2 separate regions of the Pan troglodytes genome follow, and region 2 is linked to region 1. The links are chromatin contacts, called in public HiChIP or PLAC-seq maps. All regions are on one chromosome and are shown on one strand. Each heading gives the region's core, a stretch centred on a gene start, on an enhancer-like site or on the middle of the called end of the contact. The rest is flanking DNA. Distances are from core to core; before and after follow the strand shown. Region 1 holds the start of ZSWIM9 (zinc finger SWIM-type containing 9). Region 2 holds the start of CARD8 (caspase recruitment domain family member 8).

What was found. HiChIP or PLAC-seq counts read pairs in DNA pulled down with a chosen protein or histone mark.
Region 2: a contact with region 1 is called in an H3K4me3 HiChIP or PLAC-seq map of stem cell-derived excitatory neurons, with 7 times the contacts expected there. The contact joins the promoter of CARD8 here to the promoter of ZSWIM9 in region 1. A contact is called at or near these places in 1 of 7 Hi-C or Micro-C datasets (stem cell-derived neural progenitor cells) and 1 of 1 datasets of contacts at active chromatin or transcription factors (stem cell-derived excitatory neurons).

The regions. Positions count from the first base shown.
Region 1 is chr20:51,048,612-51,055,719 of NHGRI_mPanTro3-v2.0_pri, forward strand. ZSWIM9 (zinc finger SWIM-type containing 9) reads left to right here and starts at 4,482. Exons shown (of 4, transcript XM_016936382.3): 1 at 4,482-4,554; 2 at 5,634-5,917. The coding sequence starts at 5,643. It overlaps LIG1 (DNA ligase 1), which reads right to left and starts at 4,497. Exons shown (of 27, transcript XM_024351498.3): 1 at 4,081-4,497.
Region 2 is chr20:51,196,007-51,203,114 of NHGRI_mPanTro3-v2.0_pri, forward strand. It overlaps CARD8 (caspase recruitment domain family member 8), which reads right to left and starts at 2,667. Exons shown (of 14, transcript XR_010153915.1): 1 at 2,545-2,667. It overlaps LOC134809117 (a long non-coding RNA gene), which reads left to right and starts at 2,428. Exons shown (of 2, transcript XR_010153918.1): 1 at 2,428-2,547; 2 at 3,103-4,944.

The sequences.
Region 1 (7,108 bases), core at 3,232-5,731:
CACTTGAGGTCAGGAGTTCAAGACCAGCCTGGCTAACATGGCAAAACCCTGTCTCTACTAAAAATACAAAAATTAGCCAGGTGCAGTGGTGCGCGCCTGTTATTCCCAGCTACTCTGGAGGCTGAGGCAGGAGAATCGCTTGAACCCGGGAGGTGGAGGCTGCAGTGACCCGAGATTGTGCTGCTGCACTCCAGCCTGGACAAGAGTGAAACTCCATCTCAAAAAACAAAAACAAAAACAAAAGAAAGACTATAAATGTATCCACATATCTTGTATATGTACAGAACATCTCTGTTGGAAGACAAAAAACTGGTAATGCTGTCGCCTCAGGAGGGACAGACACTGGAGGGAGATTTTTAAATATGCATGCTTTTGCAGGCAGAACAATCGAATACATTACCCCTTCAAAATATATTTTTAAAAATTAAATACTTTTTTAAAAAGTCTATTATTTAATGAAATCAATAACAGTCACTGGGGCTTCCACAGTTTAGAGTAACTCTAATGAAAGGGTTCCTAGGCCGGGCGTGGTGGCTGCTGCCCATAATCCCAGCATTTTGGGAGGCCGAAGCGGGTGGATCGCCTGAGGTCAGGAGTTCGAGACCAGCCTGGCTAGCATGGTGAAACCTCATCTCTACTAAAAATACAAAAATTAGCCAGGCATGGTGGTGCACATCTGTAATCCCAGCTAGTGGGGAGGCTGAGGCAGGAGAATCACTTGAACCCAGGAAGCGGAGGTTGCAGTGAGATCATGCACTCTAGCCTGGGCAACAGAGTAACACTCTGTCTCAAAAAAAAAAAAAAAAAAAAAGAAAGAAAAAGAAAAAGAAAAGAAAGGGTTCTTAATCTGGGGTCCACAGAACCCAGGAGTCCAAGAGCAGAACTCAAGTGGTCTATGAAATTTGACAGGAAAGAAATTACGACTTTATTCTTGTAAACTTCTAATTGGAACTGAGCCTTTCCTTCCATTATAAATATTAAACATATAAAAAATTATAAATTTTCTATATCTTTAATATTTATAATGGAAGAAAATAAATTACACATAATTATGTAATTATAATTATTTACATTATATTTCCTTCCACTATGAATATATTTTTTAAAAAAGGACTAGCAGGACCTCTGCGTGGATTGCCTGAGTTGAGACCAGCTCAGACCAGCCTGGGCAACAGAAATGGTTTTCTTTGACTTTCCCTTCCTTTGCACAGAAATCTTCTTCAACCCATGGGGTCCCCTTTCGTTTTCTGGAATCAGTACTCTCTGTCCCGCACCACACGCCTCTAAGTCTCCACTCCTCTCTACAGCCTCGGCCGCCACATGTTGGCACCACAACTCAAACTCAATTTTGGAATAAAAAAACTCAGTAGGCCGGCGCTCTGGCTCACGCCTGGAATCCCAGCACTTTGGAAGGCTGAGACAGGTGGATCACGAGGTCAGGAGTTCGAGACCAGCCTGGCCCGCATGGTGAAACCCCATCTCTACTAAAAATTCAAAAAATTAGCCAGGCATGGTGGTGCGAGCCTGTAATCCCAACTACTCAGGAGGCTGAGGCAGGAGAATCACTTGATCCCAGGAGGCGGAGGTTGCAGTGAGCTGAGACTGCACCACTGGACTCCAGCCTGGGCGACAGAGCGAGACTCCGTCTTAAAAAAAAAAAAAAAAAAAAAAAACTCAGCAATTTCCAAACAGAGTTTCTCAGGGCCAGTTGGGGAGCAGGAAGTAAGCAATGCTTCAACCAAACAGTTCACAAAGAAAGCAGGTTAGGGACTTAGCCACCAAAATCCTGAGGGCAAAGGAGAAAACTATTACGATCCCTCCTGAGTGCTCACCTGCCTAGGTACTTGACATTCTCAATTATACTGACTCTCCACAACAACTCTGTTACAGAAACTAAGGCACAGAGGGGTTTTCAAAGGAACTTAACCTGCATCTATAGTACGTTCCACCCCAGGTCAGCCTGCTCCACAGCTCACCTCTTAACCACCAGACTGAGTTGCAAGGGAAGGAGAAATACATAAGCGTTTACTGGGAAGCCTACTCTATGCCTGACAGGCTGATCACATTCTCAAATACCCTCAATCCTCAAGTCAGCCCTCCAAGACAGGTAAGATCATCCCCACTTTATAGATGAAGGTACTGAGGACAGAGGGACATAGCTGGGGTTCAGGCAAGGCTTCAAACACCGGTGTGGCTGGCTCCAAAGCCCACGTTCCTTCCTCCTTACCACGGTACTCAAGGCTGGCTTCTCAACTCTGTGTACTGCTGAGTTGGGGGGAACAAACTGGTTGATGCCTCTGGAGGACCACCCGGCGTCTCTATCGGAACGGCAACCCCACTTCTGTGTATTTGGCCCACAGAGACCCTCACAGGTGGACCAAGCACAAAGTTACCTGCTGCAGCACTAACTGTAATGAGAAAAGACTGGAAACTGGTGGAATGTCTACCCTTAGGGAACTGGTTCCCTCATTACTGGAATACCATATGGTAGAATATTGTTCAGGGTTAAAATTAAATGAATGATGGATAAAAGGTATAGGAGTTTTTTTGGGGGATGATAAAAATATCCTAAAATCGATTATGGTAATAACTGCACAACTCAGCGCATACACTGAAAACCACTGACTTGTACATTTTAAATGGGCACTTTAAGTACACTGAAATACACTTTAAATACACTTTAAATACACTGAAAACCACTGACTTGTACACTTTAAATGGGCAAAATTGTACACTTTAAATGGGCAAACTGTATAATTGTGAATTATATCTCAATAAAGCGGTTACCAAAATGAAGAGATAATGACAGGAAAAATATCAAGTGAGGATGAAACAGTACTCAGTAATAAAAAGAAACGAAGCACTGATACAAGCAACAACTTGGGTGGACCTCCAGGGCATTGTGCAGAGTAGAAAAAAGGTAACATCCTAATAATATATGATTCCATTTACATAACAACCTCCGAATGACAAAACTAGAGATGGTGAACACATTAGCGGTTGCCAGGGGCCTGGGGAGGAGTTCTTATGTGGAGAGGGAACTGTTCTATATCACAATTACGATGGGGGTTACACAAATCTATACAAGGAATCAAGCTGCACGGGCACACAGATGCACAATCACACTCACACCACACAAACTGGTGAAAACTGAACAAGCTCTGTAATCTAGTTAACAGAACTGTACTGATGTCAATTTCCTGGTTTCGATATTGGGACTACATAAGATGTCACCATTAGGGGAAGATGGATATACTCTTTTCACAACTTCCTTGAATCTATAATTATTTCAAAATAAAAAGTAAAAACAAGAGGTAAGCTCCATCCCTTTATCAAGCATACATTAGGCCAGACGTCTCCCCATTCAGATGATTCTCCATCTTTTACAAGCCCTTTACCTAGACCTGGACCTTACCACTGACCTCTCCCTGACACCACCCATCTCCCTCCAGTAGGGCCCACTCCTTCCAGGTGATGCTGCTGCCCGCGATTTACCTTCTTCTAGCCCCGCCCCCTCAGCACTTCCAGGTGGCCCCCGCCCCCTCAGCACTTCCAGGTGGCCCCCGCCCCCCAGCACTTCCGGTTCCCAGCCAGCCCCGCCCTCGGCACCTCCCCCTTCCAGGTGGCACCGCTCACACGCAATCTTTTCCCCGGCCCCGCCCCTTAGCTCCCTTCAGCCCCTCCCCCTCCCAGATAGCCCCGCCCCTTGGGGGGGGGCCTTCCGATTTCCAGCTGGCCCCGCCCACACAGTTTTTCCCCCGGCCCCGCCCCTCAGCTCCATTTGGCCCCTCCCCCTTCCAGGTGAACTCGCCCCTCAAGGCCTCTTCTCAGAGGCCCTGTCCAACTGTCTCTGTCTCTCGTCTACCCTCTACCTGGCCCCCCTCCCTCTGGGAGACACCTCTCTGCACTCTCCGGCGGCCCGCAGCCCGCGCTCTTCCGTCTCCACCGCGCTCTCGGCAGCCTCAGCGTCCCCACGCCCATTCCTCTGCAGACGCCCCGACATGGCGAAGCATAGGCCCCAAGCATTCGGCGCACCCGCCGCCCTCCGCCTCCCATCTGCTTGCGGACGGCCCCACTTGCCTCGCGTTGGTCCCGCGCGCCGCTGCCCGGGTAACACACTCAGATCCGCCAGGCGCGCCTCTGCAGTCCCAAGTTCGCGCCACGGCATTCGCGCGCAGACGTCTGCGGGCGGGGGCGGGGCAGAGCCTAGGGGCGGGACCTGGGCACCGTCCGCACCGCCGCCGTCGCGCGGAGGACCCTGGGAGTCGTAGTCTCCCGAATGGGAGGAGGGCGGGAAAAGGGGTGAAGTGGGGCGAGCCCTCCCGCAGAGCACACTGGGAAAATGCCCGCGCTTTCCCTCGCCCTGGATGAGCGGGTGTGGCTGAGGGTCTGAGGAGTGACTGGCAGGGAAAGAGGAGGAATCGGTGGAAGCGCCCGCGCGAGGCACGGCGGGAAGAGAGGCGGGAGTCCGCGCGGGGCATCCCGGGAGCAAGGGCCGGGCCTGGCCTGGGCGCGGGGCATTGTGGGAGGTGGACGCCGCTCCGGGGCGGGTAGGTGAGTGGGGAGGGGCGGGAAGGGTGCACATCTTGGGGAGGGGAGAGGCACAGCTAGGTGGGACGGCGGGGCTGGAAGGTGCCGCAGCGGGCGGGGCGGGGGGGAGTAGGAGGGTCGGGAGCGGGCTGGATGGGGCTGCTCGAGGGGAGACGCGCAGCTGGACGTGGGGGGAGCATCTGGGGTGAAGGAGCCCATCCGAGGACGAGGGGCCATGTCTAGAACGAAGATGCATATTGCGGGGGATGGTGGATGTAACTGGGAGGAGGGGCCCACAGCTGGACTGGGGGCCGCATCTGAGGAGGAGGGGACCACAGGTGAATACTGGTGACACTTCCGAGGAGAACTAGCCACAAGTGGGGCACACACCTGTAGGCGAAGCGTGGATAACTGCATGTGGGGAGTACATCTGGAGATGAGAGTGTCTCAGGGAAGCCCCAGCTACAGCTGCATGTGGCGAGCCATAGGGTCATAATCGGGGGAAGGGGCAACAGCTGCACGCCAGAGACACATCTGGGGAGTGCGGAGCCACAGGTGCATGAAGCATGTGACCGGGTGAGGGGTCCGTGGCCTGGATGTGGGAGCACATCTGGAGATGGGGCGTCTTTGGAGGGGTTACAGCCAACTGCTGGCACATGGAAGGAGGAGTTCCAGATGAATACGAGCCTTAGAAGTTACTCTTGGGTGAGAGACACAGCTGGAAGGGGAGGAGGTTTTAGCTGGAATTTGAGAACACATTTGAGGAGATGTCCTTAAGGGACATCTGAGCTTAAGGGTCGTATTTTGGGAGGAGAGATTCCAACTGTACCTAAGGGTCACATCTGCGGAGGAGGAGACGAGCTGGAATTAGGAATCAAGATGACAGGCTCCAAGTGAACCAGGGATAAGGCGGTGGGAGGAGGCCAAAGATAGGATGGAGGTTGATATTTATATATTTGGAGAAAAACAGGCACGTCCGACCCCGGGCTACCCACCTCGATAGAGGCACCAGCAACCGACGGGGCAGGCCAAGAATGGAGTAGATGAGATACCCCGGGTGGGAATGGGTCTGATATCCACCTGTTCTCCTCTCCTCCACGCAGGCCCCCAGGATGGAGCGGCCGGAGCCCCCACCCGGCACGGCTGCGGGGCAGGAGGAGCAGGAGCTGCGGGAGCGGGCCTTCTTCTCGTGGGCCGAGTTCAGCCGCTTCTTCGACGCGTGGTGCCAGCAGCGGCTGGCGCTCTTCTTCGTCAAGAGCTCCATGCACCTGGCGCGCTGCCGCTGGGCCAGTGCGCCCCCGCTCTACACGCTCATCGACGTGCTCAAGTACAGCTACGTGCGGCTTGTGTGCAAGGACGTGCGTGCGCCCAGCCGGCCCGCCGTGGGGTGCGTGAACCTGAGCCGCTGTCCTGCTGGGGGGAAGGGGAGCACCGGCGGTGGGTGTGGGTGGGAGACGGGCAGAGAACACCCCACCCAGAGATGCAGAGGGGGAGAGGCCAACTGAGACAGCCAAATACACCTTGCAGAGAGGCGGGAGTCAAGGAGGGACATGTACTGAGAGACAGAAGAGGAGCTAGAGAGACAAAGATACTCACGGAGCAAGAGATGGTGGGGGCCCGACTTACAGACTTTTTTTTTTTCGAGATGGAGTCTCCTCTGTCGCCCAGGCTTGAGTGCAATGGTGCCATCTGCAGCCTCCACCTCCTAGGTTCAAGTGATTCTCCCGCCTCAGCCTCCCGAGTAGCTAGGACTACAGGCACCTGCCATCATGCCCGGCTAATTTTTGTGTGGTTTTTTGTTTTTGGTTTTGTTTCGTTTTGCTTTGTTTTGTTTTTTTGAGACAGAGTCTTGCTCTGTCACTCAGGCTGGAGTGCAATGGCACAATCTCGGCTCACTGCAACCTCCACCTCCCGAGTTCAAGCGTCGTTTCTCCTGCCTCAACCTCCTGAGTAGCTGGGATTACAGGCACGTGCCACCACGCCTGGCCAATTTTTGGATTTTTGTAGAGATGGGGTTTCACCATGTTGGCCAGGCTGGTCTCAAACTCATGACCTCAGGTGATCTGCCCGTCTTGCCTCCCAAAGTGCTGGGATTACAGCCATGAGCCACTGTGCCCGGCCTGACTTACAGAATGTAATAGAGACTTCGAGAGGCAGAGCGTAAAACACACACACCCCAAGAGGAGAAAAAAAGTCACGGAAAATTCCAGAAACATGGAGACATGGAGGCAGAGACACCAGAGACAGCCAGGGAAACAGAAGAGCCAGGTTTTGTACATGTGACAAAGACTGGGAGACAGAGACTGGGAGACTGAACTGCAGAGAAGCCGCAGGATAAGGAAAAGGATCCATCTAGTCAGTGAATAAGGGGCCAGGTCCCATGCTGTGGGCTGGGGATATTCTAGTTGGAGCGATGGAGTTGGGCAAGAGACAAAAATCCCTGCCCTTCTGGTACTTTCTGACTGGACAGGAAGATTGACGTTAAAAGAACAAGCTCACAGGTAGTTCCCTACAACTGTGCAAAGAGTGGCAGGTGAGAAATCCAGGAGAGCCAGAATCACACCCAGGTGGCCAGGGG
Region 2 (7,108 bases), core at 1,417-3,916, 150 kb after region 1:
GGTATGCATCACCATGCCTGGCTAATTTTTGTATTTTTGTAGAGACGGGGTTTCACCAATTTGGCCAGGCTGGTCTCGAACTCCTGGCCTCACGTGATCCGCCTGCCTCAGCCTCCCAAAGTGCTGTAATTACAGGTGTGAGCCACTGTGCCTGGCCAACATTTATCATTTTAAATACTCATCTGCAAAAATGTTTCCAAGTGGGGCCACTTCCCCACCCCTCATATGACGGTGGCAGTGATATACCATATACATGGTTATTAAAAAGAATCTGGAGCAACAATATGAATGTCAGACAAATTAGGCTTCAAGAGCATTTCCCTCCATCTTACAGGGGATAAACCCAAAGAAGTTATATTAAGATTCCAATAAAAGAATGCAAGATGACTATCTGTGTAAAAATGTAATCAATGGGGAGCAGGTGCACCTCCAATAATATTAGACAAAATATATTTTACCTAAACAGCATTACTAAGTATAAAGTAGATCACTTCAATAAGAATAACAATTTTAATTTTGTGTATACATATTCACACTTTCAATATGTATATAGTATACATGGGTAGAATGATAAACAGATATAGAATAATCCTCCACTCTTGTGGGAAATCTGATCAATAGTCTTTCAGCAATTAACAGAATAACAGAGTATCAGTAAAGATATAAAAAATTGACCAAAGCAATTCATATTCTTGACTTAAGTGCCCTAGAATAACAACTCACACAGCCATCGAAGAATCCCCATCATCCTATCTCAAGCATAGAGGAAACACATAGCATACATATGTAGCCACATAGCAAACACAGAAATGACTATCAACAAAGTGGAAGAGTTTAATGCACAGATTAAGTTATCTGAATATATGTATAATGAATTATAAATAATAAATAATTGAGCCAGGTGAAGTAGTACATGCCTGTAATCCCACCTACTTGGGAGGCTGAGGTAGGAGTTTGAGCCCAGTCTGGGCAGCATTGCAAGATCCCATCCCCCAAATAATAAATAAACTAAGTAATCAATAATTGAATGAGAAAAGTTAGCTCATATTTCAATATGTTCAATCTTAGGATATATACTTCTAGGCAACCACTTAGTGACAAAAATTCTGTAGAAATCCATCACTGAAAGTTCATTATGTAAATAAATGTGAAGACTAGATAAGAACCACAGAACACAATGACATTGGAAAAAATGCCACAGTAATTCTTTGAAAAAGGAAATGCAGGCCTGGTGCGGTGGCTCATCCCTGTAATCCCAGCACTTTGGGAGGCCGAGGTGGGCAGATCACAAGTCAGGGGTTCGAGACCAGCCTGGCCAACATAGTGAAACCCCGTCTCTACTAAAAACACAAAAACAATTAGCTGGGTGTGGTGGTGGGCACCTGTAGTCCCAGCTACTCGGGAGGCTGAGGCAGGAGAATGCTTTCAGAGAAACTTCTTGATCACAAGGGGAAATCTGAAAGTTGTCAGAACAATATGGAGTCACTTATGTTAAGATAACCCTGACAAATAGAGCCAGGAAGGCCATGAAGAGAGGGCTCTTATCCTTGCATGCCTGAAGATGAAAAAGACTCTACAAAACCCACAACCCTGCATAAAGGTCTTCACAACCTTAAAAAAATATATATTTCTGCAAGGAATGCTGCCCAGCAACTGCTGGTCCAACCTAGGACTAATGTCACCCTTGTTACTCATCTTTGTAGCCAAGGAAAATTCTGTTAAAACAATATGCAATGCTCCCCATTTCTGTCTTCCTTTATCTCCCTGAATATACACATAGTTTAATACGGCATGTCTAGTCCCAATTGCAATGCTCTATTCCCAAATAAACATTGTTTCCGGCTGGGCGCAGTGGCTCACGCCTGTAATCCCAACACTTTGGGAGGCCGAGGCGGGCTGATCTCGAGGTCAAGAGACGGAGACCATCCTGGCCAACATGGTGAAACCCCGTCTCTACTAAAAAATAAAAAATTAGCTGGGTGTGGTGGCGCACGCCTGTAGCCCCAGCTACTTGGGAGACTGAGGCACGAGAATCGCTTGAACCTGGGAGGCAGAGGTTGCAGTGAGCCAAGATCATGCCACTGTACTCCAGCCTAGCCACAGAGCGAGACTCCATCTCAAAAAGAAAAAAAAAATTGTTTCCCTTAGGAAGCTTTCATATGTTTGTTAGTTAGGTTAACACTTTTAATAATTAAAGTTATACAGTTACAGTGTAAAATTATTAGTATTAACAACATAAACATTGGTATAAAAATTATTACAGAAATTAAAACAAATTGAGTATGAGAGAGATTATTAAGACTGTCCAAGCCAAGTCACTGAAGTCATAAATTTAAGTTATGACAGGATGCCGAGCTTCCAGAGGGTTTTGTTTTTAACAACGGAGGGGCCCTATTTCCCCTTCTGACACGCTCATATGAACTTCTCACTTTGTCGTACTCCTTCCTTGCTGACCAAGAGGAACAGAACACAGAGCAGCCTGGCGGTGTCCTACCAACAAGCCTCCGTTTCTCCTTCCTGTACGCTAGGGCTCCTGAAACTCACCTGGTAAACGCTCCAGAAAAGCAGCAGGTGGTGACTTTAGGGGAGGACGGGCCAAATGGGAGAATACCCTTAGGTCGGCTTCTCTGGTTCTCAACTTCTTTTGAAATAACGCTCGCAGAGGAGGCGGGCTTTCTGAGAACTGAGGGAAGTAAGCTCCCAGGACTTCCGGTCGCCATGATGGCTGTGGGCAGTCAATGGGGTCAGTGCAAGCATCTGGGCCATCTTTAATGTGGGCAGGAAAAAAACACGATTTCACTTACTTCTGCAGAGTTTATAATATCCTTGTTCATTATTTAAAATAAAATATCTAAGACATAGGTAATAGTATATTTTAAATAAAATTGAAGCAATATATGAAATTTCTCTGGAATTCATCCAGCCACTCTCAGCTGTTACCACTATCCAGAAACGTCTTAATCCGCCTGCATGATTTATGTATTTGGTTTGTATTTTAAATATCATTTTCTGTAATATTTAAAAGTTGTATTTGCTTGGTATCCTGCTATGCATTCTCATGCAATTTGATTTTTAATCAATATTACTTTTTTTTTTTTTGAGATGAAGTCTCCGTCTGTCACCCAGGCTGGAGTGTAATGGAGCAATGTCGGCTCACTGCAACCTCTGCCTCCCAGGTTCAAGCGATTCTCTTGCCTCAGCCTCCCGAGTAGCTGGAATTACAGGCGCATGCCACCACGCTCGGCTAATTTTTTGTATTTTTAGTAAAGACGGAGTTTCACCATGTTGGTCAGGATGGTCTCCATCTCTTGACCTCGAGATCAGCCCGCCTCGGCCTCCCAAAGTGCTGGGATTACAGGCGTGAGCCACTGTGCCCGGCCTTGGTTTCTAAACACTATTTTGAAGGATCTGTGGAGAAATGGTTACTTCGAGGGCTGGGGCAGGAATATATAAGATAACATTGGAACAAATTGTGACGCCAGAACATGAAGAAATATTTCAAAAAGGATGGGGCATGTTGACTGAACACAGAAGACAAACATGCGTGACCTCAGCCTAATCGTGAGAAAACATCAAAGAAATCCAAATTGATAAACATTCTGTAAAATAATTGGCCATGCTCAGCAAAAGTGTCACAATCACAAAAGACGAGGGAAGAATAAGAAACGGTCACAGCCTGGAGGAATCTAAGGACATAACAACTGAGTGCAATGTGAGATCCTCGATTCGATCTTGGAGAAGAAAGAGGACGTTAAGAGAAATATTGACAAAATTCAAATAAGGTCTGCACATTAGGTAATGGTACGATATGCTGACATCAATTTCCTGGTTGGATAATTGTATTACATATACTAGTATGTATATAATTATTATATTACAATTACATATACAGTTGTATATTATATATAATACAATAAATGTATATATATGATTATATATAATACAATAAATGTATATATACAGTTTTATATATAACAACTATTATACATATAATACAATTATATATATAGCTAACATCAGGATAGGCTGGTTGAGGATTTATATGAATCTTTGCTAGTTTTGCATGTTTAAAATTATTTCAACATAAAAAAATTATATGGGTCATGTAGTTTTTTGTGCAGTTTAATTCTAGGCACCATAGTTTCTGTTTTAATGGGTGTATTTTCTTCTTTCATGGAATTGGGATGGTCTGTTGTATTAAAAACCTATTCATTTTTGTACATTAAGATTCTTCTGGCCAGGCGCAATGGCTCAAGCCTATAATCCCAGCACTTGGGAACCTGAGGCAGGCAGATCACCTGAGGTCAGGAGTTCAAGACCAGCATGTCCAACATGGTGAAACCCCATCTCTACTAAAAATACAAAAAAAATTAGCCAGGCATGGTGGCGCATGCCTGTAATCCCAGCTACTTGGGAGGCTGAGGAGGAGACTCACTAGAACTCAGGAAGCAGAGGTTGCAGTGAGCCAAGACTGCACCACTGCACTCTGGCCTAAGCAACAGAGGGAGACTCCATCTCAAAACAAAAAGATTATTTCTCTAACTTACTGGTTTATCTTTTGTAGCTTATTTCAGGTGATTTGTTGTGTTTGTCTATAGAGTAAAATAACATGTCTAATGAGTTATAATTTAATGTCCTTCCATTCAATCACTGTATTTCAAATTTATTCCAATATTTTGGAATAAGCTTCCAATATTTTAACTTAAATAGGGAAGGTCATACTTGGTACTTTCCTGACCTCAGCTGGAATGCCTTCATAGTGTTCACATGAACACATTTGGCCTGAGAGAGACTTAGTATGCCGAGAATGTGTGTAACCCTTTTTACTTAGGAATTGTGGGTGGAGTTTTTTCCCCGCGCCCAAGAATGATTGTTAATTTCCGACCATCATTTTCCTTTGATTGTTCTTCATCTCGAAAACAAATAATAAAATAAATAAATAAAACTTCCTGGTCTTCTCACCTATTTTCTTGCAGTGCCTTTAAGCAATGCTCTGCCAATATCTTTTTATTAATTATCATGGAATGCATGGGACCATTCCATGCCTGATTATATGCAGAACGTTCTTTCTACACGTGAGTTTCTGTAGTATTTCTGTACTCTGTCACACTAGGGCATTTCTCTATCTTCAAGGATCTCCCATCCACACTGCCTCTACCACATTTATCTCTTGCTCAGCCTCCACTCCAACTGCCCAGACCTCAGAGCTCTTGTATTCAAACTCTGTAGATAAATCACCGAGTATGAGGCTTTACTCACAGGAAATTACTCTTCTGGCACTTCCTGACTTCTTTATGTTTTCTCACTCTGCACTTCCTCCCTGTTCCTCCACCGTGCTCCACCCTGACTTAACACAGTTTTGTCAGCTGGTGAGAAACATTTGGATCTGTGAATTCTATCTGTCTCCTCGTTATTCTGAAAATGGAGTTTGCATGGACTTTTCCGTTCACCTTATTGCTTTCATTGATACTCAGTAATAAACAAGATAAACTCTTATTTCCCATTGCCTTGTTCATTTCAGAAGTACCAGGTAGAATTTTCCAAACAAGACTTGATACATATTCCCAGTAATTGTTGAGTGATTTACCTATATATTGTCTTGATATTACTTCGATCATATATTACATTATTTCTCATTTTTGAATATCTGGACTTATATAAATTTTATGTAATTCATGTTTGTATTTATCCAAGTTCTCAGAAACTACAACTGCTGTAATTGATCAGAATTCTCCTGATACAGGTGTAATTAAAGTGAGAGATGCTTTTTGGCTCATAAAAAAAAGACTATACATCAAGTCTCAATAACTTCTAGTTAATCCTATAGAAAGTTAGCAAAGATAATGTATAGCTTCTTTAAGATTCTTATAAGGAAAAAATTCCATTTTGTTTCTTGAAATGAGGTATTGCTTTAGCACCCAGACTGGAATGCAGCGGTGCCATCATAGCTCACTGTGACCTTAAACTCCTGGGATCAAGGGATCCTCTCACTTCAGCCTCCCGAGTAGCTGGGACTACAGGCACAAACCACTGTGCCTGGCTTCACGAGAAAAAATTAAATATATAATGGTACTAGGTAAAATAATACTAAATAAGAAATAATTTGAATGCATACTATATTAACTCTGGAATAACAATACTTAAGTAAAGTAAAAGTGTTTATTATAACAAAGGGAAGCTTGTAGTTCAGAGGATAGCTAAATTAAATTTGTTGCAGGCTGTGAGAGACATAACAAACATAAACACATGAAATATGTAGATTTTTATATTTTTATTGAAAATTGGATAGAAATATTTGGTTTGTTCAGTTGGAACATGTGAGTTGATTATTATGCATATAAATAAACAGACATTCAGTGTAGGGGCCAGCCCTACAGGGTCTGTGGGTCTTTCTCCCCTTGCGCGAAGACGAGAGATCGTAGAAATAAAGACACAAGACAAAGAAATAGAAGAAAAGACAACTGGGCCCGGGGGACCACTACCACCAAGATGCGGAGACCAGCAGTGGCCCCGAATGCCTGGCTGTGCTGATATTTATTGGATACAAGGCAAAAGGGGCAGGGTAAGGAGTGTGAGTCATCTCTAATGATTGATAAGGTCACATGAGTCATGTTTCCACCGGACAGGGGGCCCCTCCCTGTTTGGCAGCCCAGTGGAGAGAGAGAGGAGACAGCTTATGCCATTATTTCTGCATTTCAGAGACTTTTAGTACTTTTACTAATTCTGCTACTGCTATCTAGAGGGCGGAGCCAGGTGTACAGAGTGAAACAGGAAAGTGAAACAGGAGCGTGACCGCTGAAGCACAGCATCACAGGGAGCCGGTTAGGCCTCCGGATAACTGCGGGCAGGCCTGACTCATGTCAGGCCTTCCACAAGAGACGGTGGAGCAGAGTCCTCTCTAACTCCCCCGGGGAAAGAGAGACTCCCTTTCCTGGTCCGCTAAGTAACGAGTGCCTTTTCTAGGCACTGACGCTACCGCTGGACCAAGGTCCGCTAAGTAACAGGTGCCTTCCCAGACGCCGGCGTTACCGCTAGACCAAGGAGCCCTCTAGTGGCCCTGTCTGGGTGTGACAGAAGGCTCGCACTCTTGTCTTCTAGTCACTTCTCA